2 separate regions of the Mus musculus genome follow, and region 2 is linked to region 1. A link is a contact called in public HiChIP or PLAC-seq data. All regions are on one chromosome and are shown on one strand. The core of a region is the stretch at or near the end of the contact, and the rest is flanking DNA. Distances in the headings are between cores, read along the strand shown. Region 1 has its middle 62 kb from the start of Tbc1d9. Region 2 overlaps Tbc1d9 (TBC1 domain family, member 9).

The links. HiChIP or PLAC-seq counts read pairs in DNA pulled down with a chosen protein or histone mark.
Region 2: an H3K27ac HiChIP or PLAC-seq map of microglia shows a contact between it and region 1, with 5 times the contacts expected there. The contact joins two enhancer-like sites. A contact is called at or near these places in 1 of 15 datasets of contacts at CTCF or cohesin (pro-B cells), 4 of 484 Hi-C or Micro-C datasets (bone marrow-derived macrophages, embryonic stem cells, nephron progenitors and 1 more), 3 of 115 datasets of contacts at active chromatin or transcription factors (bone marrow-derived macrophages and microglia) and 2 of 9 other capture datasets (bone marrow-derived macrophages and embryonic stem cells).

The regions. Positions count from the first base shown.
Region 1 is chr8:83,100,064-83,107,320 of GRCm38.p6, forward strand. No RefSeq gene overlaps it. Among named protein-coding and RNA genes, the nearest start is that of Tbc1d9, 62 kb to the right of the region's middle. Within about 2 kb of position 4,093, at least 48 of the 459 cell types and tissues checked have an H3K27ac peak or open chromatin away from gene starts, as enhancers often do. A contact at or near this core is called in microglia, where this site is marked.
Region 2 is chr8:83,214,998-83,221,353 of GRCm38.p6, forward strand. All of the region lies in intron 2 of Tbc1d9 (TBC1 domain family, member 9), which reads left to right. Among named protein-coding and RNA genes, the nearest start is that of Gm42027, 4.7 kb to the right of the region's middle. Within about 2 kb of position 2,229, at least 10 of the 459 cell types and tissues checked have an H3K27ac peak or open chromatin away from gene starts, as enhancers often do. A contact at or near this core is called in microglia, where this site is marked.

The DNA.
Region 1 (7,257 bases), core at 2,843-5,342:
ATTAAATTTTTATGTGTCTTCAAGGCAAGGTAATTGGGGGAAAACGTCAAGTGAGAAGCTGACCTTCAGGACTCATGTCAGAGTTATTCAAAAGTAGTAGCCAGATCTTCTAGCAGACTGTAAAACAGTATCTGCCCTTCCTGATGGTACTTGGTAGTTGAACCAATTCTCCCAGTAGGGGGCTCTGGTGACCATTAAATGGAAATATTTCCCTGTCATTGGAGAACATTTGGTGTATGAATTCAACAAGTTTATAGGGCAAAGAGTAACTGTCCAGAAGTTGCCCCCAGTAATATGTGCATAGTACCAAAAAGAAGGTAGCCAGCAGCAACCTGCATGTTCAAGGATGCTCATGGGGGTGAGGGTGGGAGGTGGCTCTACAGCCTGAAGGTGTCCTTAGGCCTATATATTGCTGAAACTATTAGAAAACCAGAAGTCTCAGATGTGTCTCACAATAGTGATGGTGACAGCACGCTTTTGGACTATCACCCTTGAACTTACTGGTCAACCACAAGTGTCTTTCCTATCCAGCACTTCACAAAGTTGCTTATACTTTGACTCCCTGCATCTGAACGCAGCAGCAAAGGCCTGGGTATGCTCATGTACACACACATATATGCACACATACCCAAAAACACTGATCCAAGAAAAATTACCTAATGATCTCCGACCTCTAGTAAGTCCAAGTTTAACACAGAACCGGGAACTCATTCCTTAGGTCTTGAGATGCCTTGCCCCTGACATGTTCATACTGCTTTATGCCGCTTCCCACTCTTTGTATATATTCTAACTCTATTGACTTTCTTCAGCCTCTTCAAATTCTAACACGCACAGTACTCTCTAGCCCAGGCTCTTTCTTCTATCTGAATGGCCTCTCCCTAACTCCCTTCTTCTAGTTAATCTATCCTTTAGCTTTCCCTTGGGGGTGGGGACTGTGTTTCTTACTAAATAGCACTCAGCACACCAAACATACCTACACTATTATTAGATTAATCATCCAGTCTCCTTTCTAGACTGCAAACAACACAAGTTTTAGGTCCGTGTTGTTTTCTTTGTGTCTCAGTCCATAACCAAGGATCTGGCTAGAGACTTCTAATGTGTACTCACAGAATACAGAATTGGACGAGGGACTGCAGAGATGGCACAATGGTTAAGAGCACCGCTCTTACAGAGGACTGGGATTAGTTCCCAGAACCCAGATGACAGCCCACAACTAACTCCAGTTCCAGGGAACCCTTTACCCTCTTCTGGCCTCTGAATGCCCTGCACACAGATGGTACATATACATACATGCAGGCAAAACACTCACACACATAAAATTTAAAAATCAATTAATAACTAAGAATTGAAAGAATTACCACAATACCTGACAGATATCCTATCACACTCCTATCTGATCAATGCTTTTCATTCAAAATAAATAATATAGTCCACCGAGGGGCTAGAATTAGTCCTATCTGGCTATTATACTGGGCTGTCTGGGACACCTGGGGAGGAAACTGGGAAGCATAGCATTTAAATGCTAACTAAACATTAAGAAAAAAATAGAAAAGAATAATAAGAGGACATATATTTTAAAAAATTAACATTTTCACTGGGCAGCAGTGGCAACACATCTTTACTCCCAGCACTTGGGAGGCAGAGGTAGGCAGATCTCTGAGTTCAAGGCCAGTCTGGTCTACAGAGTGAGTTCTAGAACAGCCAGGGCTACACAGAGAAACCCTGTCAAAAACAAAAACAAAACAAAAAACAAGACAAAAACACCTTGCCACCTTCAAGGCAGATCATCGGAAGTATCTCAAGATGCCTGTGCAGATGGGGACATTGCACTGGATGAGAGAAAACTGGAACACTGTGATTGACTAGGTCAAGGCTGGAAAAAGCAAGTCCTGACTCAGCTCAGCCTCTCCTGTGTCTGATGCTCATGAGAGCAGCCTGCCTGGCAGACCTGGAACTGAGGTGATCCAACTACAGAAAGTTCACATTTGCCAATCTGTTGTCCATGGAGGTCTCTAAGTGACTCTTACACCCTCCTAACAGAATGTCACTAATATTTAAAAGTATCCTTGCTGTCTACTAAAATCCAATCTCCTAAAACTGTATTACACATTTCTTGTTCCAAACATGAAATTAGCCTTATCTCTAAAAAGTGGTATGTGGAGATGCAGGCTGGGGCAGTCACTGATCTAGGCTTTTCTATAGTGCACACATTTTTATTTATGGAAGAGAGGAAGGATAGAAGAAAGGAGAGAGGGCACAGGGAAAGAGAGCAAGAAAAGCTACCTCATGACTTTATACTGATACTTCAGGTTAAAACTTAGTTCTCTGTTCAGACTCTTCCCTGCAGCAACCCTGCTTCCCATTCCTGTTAGGAAGAGAACTCCAGGGCACAGAATGGTGAGACAGAAGCGCCCATGATTACCCATTCTGTGCCACATCTACAACAAGCACTTGGGTTTCAGAGTTTACCATGACAATGACAAAACCCCTCCCCACACCCCACAGTGAAAGTGAAGTCAGAGGCTTTTAGCTTCTTCTGAAGGAATCTCTAGCCAAATGGAGTTGAGTCTGTGACTTTTGCCCTTCTACAGAAGTGCAGGCTGCTTTCTGCAAAGCGGAATCAAGTTATTCAGACAAAACTCAGTTTTGCAATTGGCATATGGATGGATGTGTGTGTGTGTATGTGTGTGATTTTAAGTATACAATTCTATTATATATTATATAACTATAATTTAATTGTCAAGCAAAGCCATTTGTCGTCAAAATGGATTGGGCATGACGTCACCTTCCTTTGATCTCAGCAAAGGAAAGGCAGAGGCTGGATCTCTATACATCGGAGGCCAGCCTGGTATGCATAATCAGATCTGCTTTGATTATCCTCGTGTGTGTGTGTGTGTGTGTGTGTGTGTGTGTGTACACAGTTCAATATTAAAACCTGAAATTTTACATTGTCCACCATTATAAACATCAAGGGCTTTAACTAAAGGATTGTGTTAAGAAGTCAGAAGAACATTCAGAGCAATGGGAGGAAGACATAAGTGAGAACAAAAATTAAACCAAAAGCTGAGGTTAGCCACGGTAGCTTCACTTCCCATAAACACTTCCTTTGCAAGGCCTGGAGAGTTTACAGCATCGAACTTCCCTGAGTGCTTGAAGAAAGCAGTTGCTGCTTCCCAGCGTCTCCTCATGCTTCACAGGATAAAGTAGAGAGCAGATGATTTGGCTCCAATTAGACTCAACTCAGACCACCAGGCGACCCAGGCTTCATTAGCGGCCTGCTCACCCTGCCCCTGCAGAGACTCATTAGAACAATGAAAACTAGACTGCTGGACAGACGAGAGGAAGAACTGTGGCATGGGAGAGAGCCACGACTCCATTCATCACTGACCCATTGGCATAAGAGCCAGCCATGACTACATTCATCACCAACACACTTGGCATTTGTGAATCACTTCTCATTTCTTAGTCGCAGGAACAAATTAAACCCAATTTCCTTGCTGGGACTAGTAGCCACAGTAAGGGCCTGGGCAGTTTTCTCGGCATCATTATTCCTTCAGAAAAATCATCCAGTCTGGTGTGGTGTCATATACCTGTAATCCCTGGACTCTAGAGGCAGAAGCAGGAGGATTGCCACAAATAACAAGTTCCAAGCCATCCAGGCCTACACAGCAAGAACTTCTTTATTTTAGATTAATTATTTATTTATTTTATATGTATAGGTTTGCTCATATGTATGTCTGTGCACCACATGCATCGAAAAAGGGTGTTAGATCACCTGGAACTGGAATTAGAGACAGTTATAAGCCACCATGTGGGCACTGAGAATCGAACCTGGGTCTTCTACAAGAGCAATGAATGTTCTTAATGCTACTCTTATGTTTGCTCGCATAAGCATTTCCTAAACAACAACATAGGACCTAAATGGGAAGCCTGACATGATGGGGCTCACTTCATTTCTCAATTACTATTAGCTGAGTACAGTAGGAGACACACATAGCTCTAGACTTATGTCTCGAGATATAGCAGAAGCACACACAATAGAGACAAGAAGTAAATTATCCACATATTACCAGGCAGTAAGTCACATATACAAAAAAACAGAAATGAAACCAGCCAGTCATGCTAACACATGACTATAACACAAACTCTCAGAAGGCAGAAGTAGGGAAAGATCGCTTCCAGTTTTAGGCTAGCCTGGGCTTACATAGAGAATTCAAGGCAGCCCTGTACTGGATTATTTAGCAATACTCTGGAAAAAAAAAAAGACATCAGAGAGGGAATCTAGGAGGTAGGTGTGAGAATGCACTTATATTTGTCAACACTGCTTCAGGGCAGTCAAAGTGAGTGGGTGATCAGAGACAAGACCTAGGACAATGACTTTCAGGATAGTAAACCTCCTGCTAATGGCTAACAGGCTCCCCAGCACCGCCATGATTATGCAACCAGAGTATAGGATCTGTGGTATTCTCTCTAAACCAACAGAGAAACCATTTCAAACCCAAAAGGAAAATAATGACTGCAACACATTCTCCAATGAGCAAAGATCTTCCTGCCTTCCCCATTTGTTACCTGGGCCTGGCCCATGGAATGTGTTCAGTTGTTCAGTGATTGGCCAAATGATTACCTGGCTCATACACATAAAGCCAAACTCAAAACAAGTAAGCAATACCCTGAACTCTTTGTGTCTTGGCAGAGCTCTGCCTTTCTGCCCTGTTCATTAGGATCAGGATGCCCAGAACAGAGACAAGGGAGACAAGGATATGCTTGAGGAAGCCTCTTTAGGTGGTGGCCCCTATGCAATGTCAGTATCTCCACTCAGCTGGAATCTTTTGCCTAAGCAGTTCTTGGGACATCTGCTCTGTGTTATCCAGGGTTACACTCTAGAGATATCTGCATTTGTCATGGTCTCCTCCTATACAATGTATATTCCGCTTATAATTATAAGAACTTTATTAGATTGGCTCACACAATCTGTGCCACAATGACTATCTGCGCAATGGAGAAGCAGAGAATTCTGTAACTGCTTGGCCCTAGAAGTTGGAAGCTTGAGAACAAAATTGAAAAATGATGCTGTCCCAGTCTGAGATTTAATGCCTGGAAGCATCTTGGAGAGTGTCTGACTAGGATTCTGAAAGGATGCAGAAGGCAAAATTGTGTCCATGAGTGACACAAGCAGCAATGTGCACATCTGCTCCAGAGTAGTAAAGCTTGCACCTACTGGTTGGTTCCCTCCTTCCTCTACCTTTGTTCCATTCAAGGCTCTAGCCTATTGGACAGTGCCATCCACGTTCAAGGCAAGTCTTCCCCCTTTAAGGGCTGGCCCCTTTGTCCATTTTCTGTCTCTGGAAACACCATCATGGATACAGCCAGAAGGTGCTTTGATAATTTTCTAGGTTCCAATCTGGTTGACAACCTGTTCCAATCAGGTTAGCAATCAAGATTCACCATCCCAGTAGGTAACATTCCATACCAGACAGTCCACAGCATGGTACCAATGAACTAAACCTGCTGGTGTTAGCATTCTGTCTAAACTCCACCCTACAGTTAACCTGGCAACAGCCAGGTATGCTCCTCCCCACAGTTACCTGGCAACAGCCAGGTAGACCTGACTCACTAAGTATGGCTAAGTCAAGTGTCTCACCACTAGCAAATAGAATGTGGCAAATATGATGCTATATGTCCTGCTTTCATTCATGTTACTGTAATAAAATACCCTAATAAAAAATAGCCTAGGGAAGAAGTTTATTTAACTCACTATTCCAGGTTGTAGTTTATCATTGCTGGGAAGTCAAGGCAGAAACATAATACAACTAGTCATATCCACAGTCAAGAGCAGAGACAAATGGATGAATGAGTGTTTACTTATATTCAGCCCCCTCTTTACACTTAATAAGCTGCAGGATCTCTCTGACTAGGGAATGATGCTGCCCACAATGGGCAGTATCTTCCACTTCAATTATCAAGAATAAACAAAACATGTTCACAGGACCAACCTGATTTAGACAATCCCTCATTGAGACTCTCTTCTTGGGTGATTATAGATGGTGTGAAGTTGACACTTAAAACTAGCCATCACATGTCACTTCTTCGAATAAATTACAAAATGTCTGCAATTTCCATCTTGTCCTTTTTGTTTCATTTTCACCTAAGCTGGAAAAAGCAAGAGGCCAGACTGTGAGTGGTGCTGTGGAAGGGCTCATATGACAAAGAGCTGATAGGACAATATGTGCCTGTGTGCCTTGAATGAAGGTACTCCACATAAGCCACAGCAATTACCTTCAGGAAGCTCAAATTAGTAGACTATCTGCATGCTATGTAGATAATAAGTGTTCCTTGCTGCACTGCATATTAGAGGCTGTCATAATCAACATAAGATCTTTGTTTTTGCTTTTGTTTTCTTCTTTCTCTTTTAAATTTTTCTGCTTCTCTTTAGAACTAAAGTTCTAGAGTCTTCAAGCCTCTGAGAGCCACTCTCCATGCAGGAGGATTAATACCTATACGAAACAGAAATAGGCAACTGTTGCTTCAGATGCAGCAGAAACATGATGAGACCTCTCAGGTTACTGCAAAGTCATGGGAAAGAAGTGACTCAAGGATCCTGTGTTCCAACTTATGACTCTAGCTATTACAGTAACACACCGTGTTTTCCTATGATTCTATAAGAGTGCCATGATTTTCCCTTGACAGAATATCTAGTTACATTCTACCCATCCCTCTGAGTCTACTTCAATGTTGGGAGGTTCTCCCAACTCCTAGACAGGGTTAGCACTTTCTTCTATTCTGTGTACTAGCTGATGGCGGAATATTCAAAGGATGACTCAGAGAGCAATACCAAGGAAGTCATGTTGAGCAAACTTGCGTCCCTGAACAACTTCAAGGAGCAGAGATTCCCCTGCCCTGCCTAGAACTGTGACATGGTAAGAAGAAATCAGCCTTTATCAAATGAACCCTGTAAATTTGGGTACCATTTATTAGAGCATTGGCTTGTACTTACTGAGCAGGAACCCATCTACAAAGCATCCCAGTGAGTCAGGAAACACCGTTAGCCCCAGGAGAGCCTCTTGGCTCATCATCACATCTTCAAACCTTGATATTGGGATCATCTTGGTGCAACAAGTGTACAAAACCTGATCCAAAGACAGCCAGGTGGAGACTGTCTTGTGCAGGCAGCCAGGTGGAGACTGTCTTATGCAGGTAGCCAAGAAGTGGAGGGTCACTTCTGCACTAGGTAGAGCTTGAGCATAAGACCTCACCTAC
Region 2 (6,356 bases), core at 979-3,478, 110 kb after region 1:
CTCCTTATATATACTTGTCACACATGACTAGTGCCTCCCAGCCCCCCCCCACACACACACACACTCAGAGACGAGGTGTTTAAGAAAGAATGTCTAATATCTGCCCCCTAATTGTCTTCCAGAAAGATAAGAACATACACTCCCACCATTAGGTGTTTTTGGCACTTAGTAAAGGACACCAGCCCCTTATCTTTACTGCCAAAGCCAGACAGGCTCCCTGGAGCTCTCTTGTCTCCAAGTGATTACAGTGTGACAAGCATGTTGTTAGGACCTGTGAGAGATTAGAAGCAGTTATGAAAGCAGCTTGTGGCCTGTGCTCAAGGAGTTTCACAGAATGCTTTCCTGTGGTGATCTGGGCACAGACGTCGGGGTGCCAAGAGCACCAGAGACCTGCAGAGGGCACGTGACTGGGCAGAGGTCAGGCAGCTGGTATCTTTGTGTCCTCGGGCCAGAAGTTAGAAATATTTTCTGAGTCCTGCCTCAAGGTAAAGTTTGGTACTCTGCTGCTGTTGTGACAGTCCTAGCAAAGAAACTCTACAGGGCTTTCTGTGCTCTAGGTCCGTGCTAGATGTGCCAAGTGCTGTCGTGCTGAGTCTCTAGCACAAACTAATACAGCAAGTGTCATTGCCTATGTAGCACAGAGGAGAAACCTGAAGCACCAAGAGGCTTCTTACATCCCCCAGCATCCCATCTGCATTCTAGTCCTTGATAGTAGGAGATATCACGTAATAGTGACTTTCAATAGCCTGGGTCCTTATGACCCTGCAGAGTCTGACCTTTGTCCGTATGACCCCGGAGACCTATACTTGTGAAGTAGGGGAAGGAAGGATGGCAGTGACCAGCAAATATGGACATGGGTTTAAGAGCCAGAAAGTCTGGATCCGATACATAGCGATGTGAGAGGTCCTGCTTCCTCATCTATAGAGGATTATTATGGTTTTGCTTCCTGGGCCAACTCTGCTCTAGCCTGGCATTGGGGAGTGCAAGTAGCAGAATGCTGTCTTTCACGTTTCTTTACATTGTTTATGGTGATAGCTCTGATTAGATGCGGGTTTTGAGAAGGTAGACTTCTGAACATTTCAAGTCACAACAATGTGTGTGTGTGTGTGTGTGTGTGTGTGTGTGTGTTTTGCCTTTGCCTAGTCCTCCAAATACAAGTTTGTCCCTTTCCCATACAAGGACAAATACAAGTTTGTCTTTTTCCAGGTGCTGAGGTATAAGTGTGTCACTTGAGGTCCCCCTTGAGTGTGTACTGATGTACTGAGTGGGTACTGATGTACTGAGCATGAAGCCAGCTCACTCTACATAACAGCATCTCTTAACTGGAGAGAGAAGGACACAGTGATAGCCGGCCACAGGCACCTCGGTGTTCAGGGCACTGGGTGTTTCTCTTGCCTTCATTTGCGGGTTAACCTTAAACCTTTTGTGTATGGTTGCATTTTGGAGAAAACCACAAGGGATGTCTTTGTTGGTTTTCTTTTATTTGAGTAACTGAATGCTGTATATTTGAAGGCTGAAATAAAGCAGAGATCTACTCAGCCTGTTTTGCTTCTGAAAACCCACAGTATTTTCAGGCTCTCGAAGGTTTAGTGGGCTTTGTTTTCTGCTCTGTTGCTGTTTGCTTGTTTGTTTTATTATGCAGACTAACTTATTCTCGCTCAGTCTCTTCCCACACACCCTAACAGTGAGAAAATTTCAGGGCAGTGCTATAGTCTGTCTCCAGACCAAAGTCCAACGTGCATTATGTTAGTATTGCACCGGAGGTAGCCATTGGACATCGATCCACGGGGCCTTAAACCTTTGTTTTTAACCCTTAGAGATCAGGCAGCATAAATTCACTCTGCAGGTCTGTCTTCAAATTTCTTCTAATTTCAAGTACACACCATGGACTTGAAGATACATTTTAGGCTGGGTGAGACATCAGACCACAATGACTCTGTGTTTTCTGTTATTGTCATACATAGCATGTGTGACACATGTATGAGATCTCCTGGTGACTGTCCACAAATCCTCTAAAAACACAGCTTCTCATCTTTCAAAAGCCAGTGTCTAATCAACCTGAAGGACATCAAGTGTGGGCCTTGTTTTTTCTTAGCAGAGCTCTCTGGGTGACCTTCACCGCCAACTCTGGCTTTCTTTGTTTTTCTAGCTTAGTCCAGACAACTCAGCTTGTTTTTTCCTTGCTCTATTTCAGTAAGTGGGATCTTTCCAGAAAACTAACAGCCAAACCCTTTCTTTCACTTCTGTTTCTGAACTAAGTCTGTGTGGTGTTTTCCTTCACGCAGCGGTTCGACTGGGTTCAAGAGAGAAAGGTATGGCAGCAAAGCGTGGGTTTGTCAGAGGTGCACCACAAAGGCTGTGGGAGATTTGAAGCATGGGGCTGGCGTGGTAGCAGCCCACCAGTGGGAACTGAGTGATCTGGATGGAGAGATTTTGGAGCTCTGGGTCAGAGAGTCTCCACGAGATAAGAACTGGCCTGCGAGACTACTGTGGCTGAGTGGGAACTCGCTGTTCATTTTAATATTTCCAGCAACAGGTGGTGCCTAAGGTGGGGCACAAACCCACGACCCTGAGATTAAGAGTCTCAAGCTCTACTGACTGAGTTAATACACAATCTTGCACAAACTGTTCCATGAATAGACCAGGTCATGACAGTCATGGTGAAAGGGCTTCCTGTCAGGTTCCTTCAAACAGTACTGTGATTACCGGGCATGAGAGTGTCGTGGGTGTGTGTCACAATCAGAGGACAACCTGTGGGAGTGGGTTTTCTCCTTTCAGCTTGTGGATCCTAGGGATTGAATTTAGGTCATCAGGCTTGGCAAGTGACATTATCTGCTGAGCCATCACACATACACATAAACACACTTTTCAAGACAGTCTTACTGTGTAGTCCAGGCTGGCCTCAAACTCACTACAATCCTCCTGCCTGAGCCTCACAAGTGTTGGGATTATAAACATGTGCAACCATGCTTGAGATCTGGCTTTAAGCAGGGATGGCAATGCACCATGGGGGAAGAGTAGATGTTTGTCAAGTTAATGTGTGCATGCACACGCTATTCCTACTGTAGGTATGGGTGTGGTAGAGTTAGATATGCATAGCTCTGGATAGAGAAAATATGGAAGCCAGGTGGTGGTAGCACATGCCTTTAATCCCAGCGCTGGGAAGACAGAGGCAGGCAGATCTCTGTGAGTTTGAGGCCAGCCTTGTGTACAGAGTGAGTTCCAGGACAGCAAGAGTGAAAACAAAGAAACATTCTCTTTAAACAAACAAACAAATAAACAAACAACAAAAGAAAGAAAGAGAGAAAAAAGAATAAGAAAGAAAGCAGTCTAAAACAGTGCAAAGCTAAGATGCATCTGTTCTGTTCTAAACCTTAAACCTGATAAGTGTGTTCAACCCATGATAACCAAGGAGTACTGGGGTTAAGCAGAGCCAATAGGTTGGATCATGTAGGTGTAACAGGGAGTCTAACTACTGAGCTGAGGAGATAATCCAGTCAATAAAATGCTTACTGCACAAGCCTGATGACATGGATTTAACCCCTAGTATCCATGGGATTAAAACTAGGTGTGGTGGCATGTACCTGTAATCCCAGGGTGGGAAAGAGGAGAACCGCAGCCTAGCCTCATTGCTTAGTCCTGATATGTCATATTTACTGTCAACTTGACAGCGTGAGAAGCTCCAGAATGGCCTGGGAGATGGGTCTCTGGGTACACATGTATGGGGCTCTCTGGATTATTTTAATTGTAACGAGAGACCCCACCCACTATGGGTGGCACAGTTCCCTAGCTGAGATTCTGGGCTGTGTAAATAGAGAAAGGGAATGGGGTCACAGTCCTGCATCCATCCCCCTGTTTCAGACTATTGATGGGACTCAGATCAACTTGCTTCAAGCTCCTGTGACCTTGATACCTTGATTTCCCTGCCGTGTGTTACTGGGCCCTTGAACTGTGGACCAGAATAAGCCCTCTCCCTCAAGTTTCAAGTTTTATCACTCCAATAGGAAGAGGAAGTTTCTTCCAGGTCAACAAGAGACCCTATCTCAAAACTAATTTAGATGGCATCAGAGGTGTGTGTAGTTGACTTCTCTCTCTCTCTCTCTCTCTCTCTCTCTCTCTCTCTCTCTCTCTCTCTCTCTCTCTCTCTCTCACACACACACACACACACACACACACACACACACAGAGAGAGACAGACAGACAGACAGACAGACAGACAGACAGACAGACAGACAGAGAATAAAAGTCATAGTGTGATTGTTTTGCTTTGCTTTGCTTTGCTTTGCTTTGCTTTGCTTTGCTTTGCTTTGCTTTGCTTTGCTTTGCTTTGCTTTGCTTTGCTTTGCTTTGCTTTGCTTTGCTTTGCTTTGCTTTGCTTTGCAAAGGGCAGATTTCGGTAATAAGCATTCAAGAAGCAGACCTCCATTACCAAACCACAGCCGGCTTCTGGCACATTCATGGTGGTCATAAGATGAAGTACATAGGAGGCAAAAGGCAGAGGCTACGGGCCGTACAGTGTGGATGAGAAGCAGCTCTGTAATCCTGTGCATCTCTCCGTGGGCCTCTTTTCTAAGGTTCATTGTATCTGCCCATGCCAACAAGCACAGATGGAGCTGTGGGATGGCGGGCACTTGGTTGGCACTCACCCTGCAAGGTGCCCTGGATACCGTAACATCTACAGCTCATGGGATTGGTGACCTTGACAAAGACGGGCTCAGGTTTGCAGTGAGAAATTCATGCAATCTGAAGAATAGCCAGAGTGTGGGAGGCCCAGGGGTTTGTTTTAAACCTTTTTAAAGAAAAATTCCATTACTATTTAAATTTATTACTCCAAAGGGCTAAAAATTCTCTGTCAAACTCAACTTGATTAGTTTCCTAATTATTCCAAATAATCATTGCATTTTGAGTTGGAAAGACTCCCTGAGTTCTAACCTGTGTGTTAGACTCTCTCCCATGAGGTTTCCACAGGGTTAGTCTGAGGTGGGAAGGAGGTGCCTTTGTTGCTCATCTGTGTCCATTTCAAATGCAGAGAATTTGAGATGGATTTTAAAAACTGTCTAAAGCTAGCCAAGTAATGCTAGCTAAGTGGAGGGTCCCAGGTTAATCTGAGTTCCAGGTATTTCCACAGCATTTTGTGGTCACCAAGGATTTGCCCATGGCCCAGAGCCATGGAAAATGCATATGAAGCAAAAGATCTGTTCTTTTGGGTCCCAAACAACTGCTCTGCTGAGAAACCTTCTCATTTCCCTGTATGAGAGCATCCTTCTTACAATTTTATTGTTTACTGCAGTTCTTGGGATTGCACCTTGTAGGTGTTAGCTGAACACACACAACAGCCCTATATACGCATCTGTTATCAGCCATTTTGGTATCTATTCCCAAAGTAGAATAGCTTGAGCTTGGGTTCCCTTTTTGTCTTTCTTCCCACAGTGGTCCTGAAGTCCCTGAGCATGCCTGTCAGTGTCAAAGATATTTTAGTTCGGAGACAAGAGATCTGAGTTCAGTTGCTGATACCATCACATCCCTCACCTTTCTTTGTTGGAAACCAGCTTGTGATATCTTGAATGACTTGTGACAAAGAATGGAGAAAATGGGCGTTCTTGAGATCTCAATTAAAAGATAACTTGGGAATCATAGGCAACACCCAAAGAATCAGTGAAACCATGGGCTCTCTCCTCAGTGTGACTGTGGGTAGTTCATCTATAAAGCTTTTCCCACCATAAGATCATGATAAAGGGAGCTTATCCTCCCATTGCCTAACCTCATCCTGACAGCCATCCTGTTATGCCCTGCAGCGTAGTTACATATATTACAAGCCTAGGATGGCTAATTTAGAGGTTTCCAAGTGAGGTGACATGTGTTTCTTAGCAACTGACAGAAATGTAGTGACTCGGTTGGAAGCTACAGTATGACCTCATCTCTGTGTTTCAAGGCAGCTGCATAGGGAGGCAGTCTTCTACCAACGATCCACTTTCACATCTCATTCATAATTGAACAAGGCTCATTATGTGAGATGGCTCCATATCATCTCCATGGGCACACCACAGCTCACCCAGGGGTGGTGCTCACCCACAGAAAGCTCACATTATGACAAGATCTATGTCACCCTGTAAACTGCACACTCTAGAAGAGAGAAGAAAAGAGCTAAATTCCAAGCTCATAAAGGCCCATGAAGGATATGGACCTACGTTATACACTGACCCATGTCAACTCTGAACCAATCTCAGCTTCTGAACTGACCTAGTTCAAATAATCTAGAACACAGGACTTGCTCTTGGGTGTCATCTTGTGTGTGTCTTCTCTGGAGGCTTATAGTCAGAACTCTGGGAACGGCAAACAGTCTCCTTTGCTGGTGT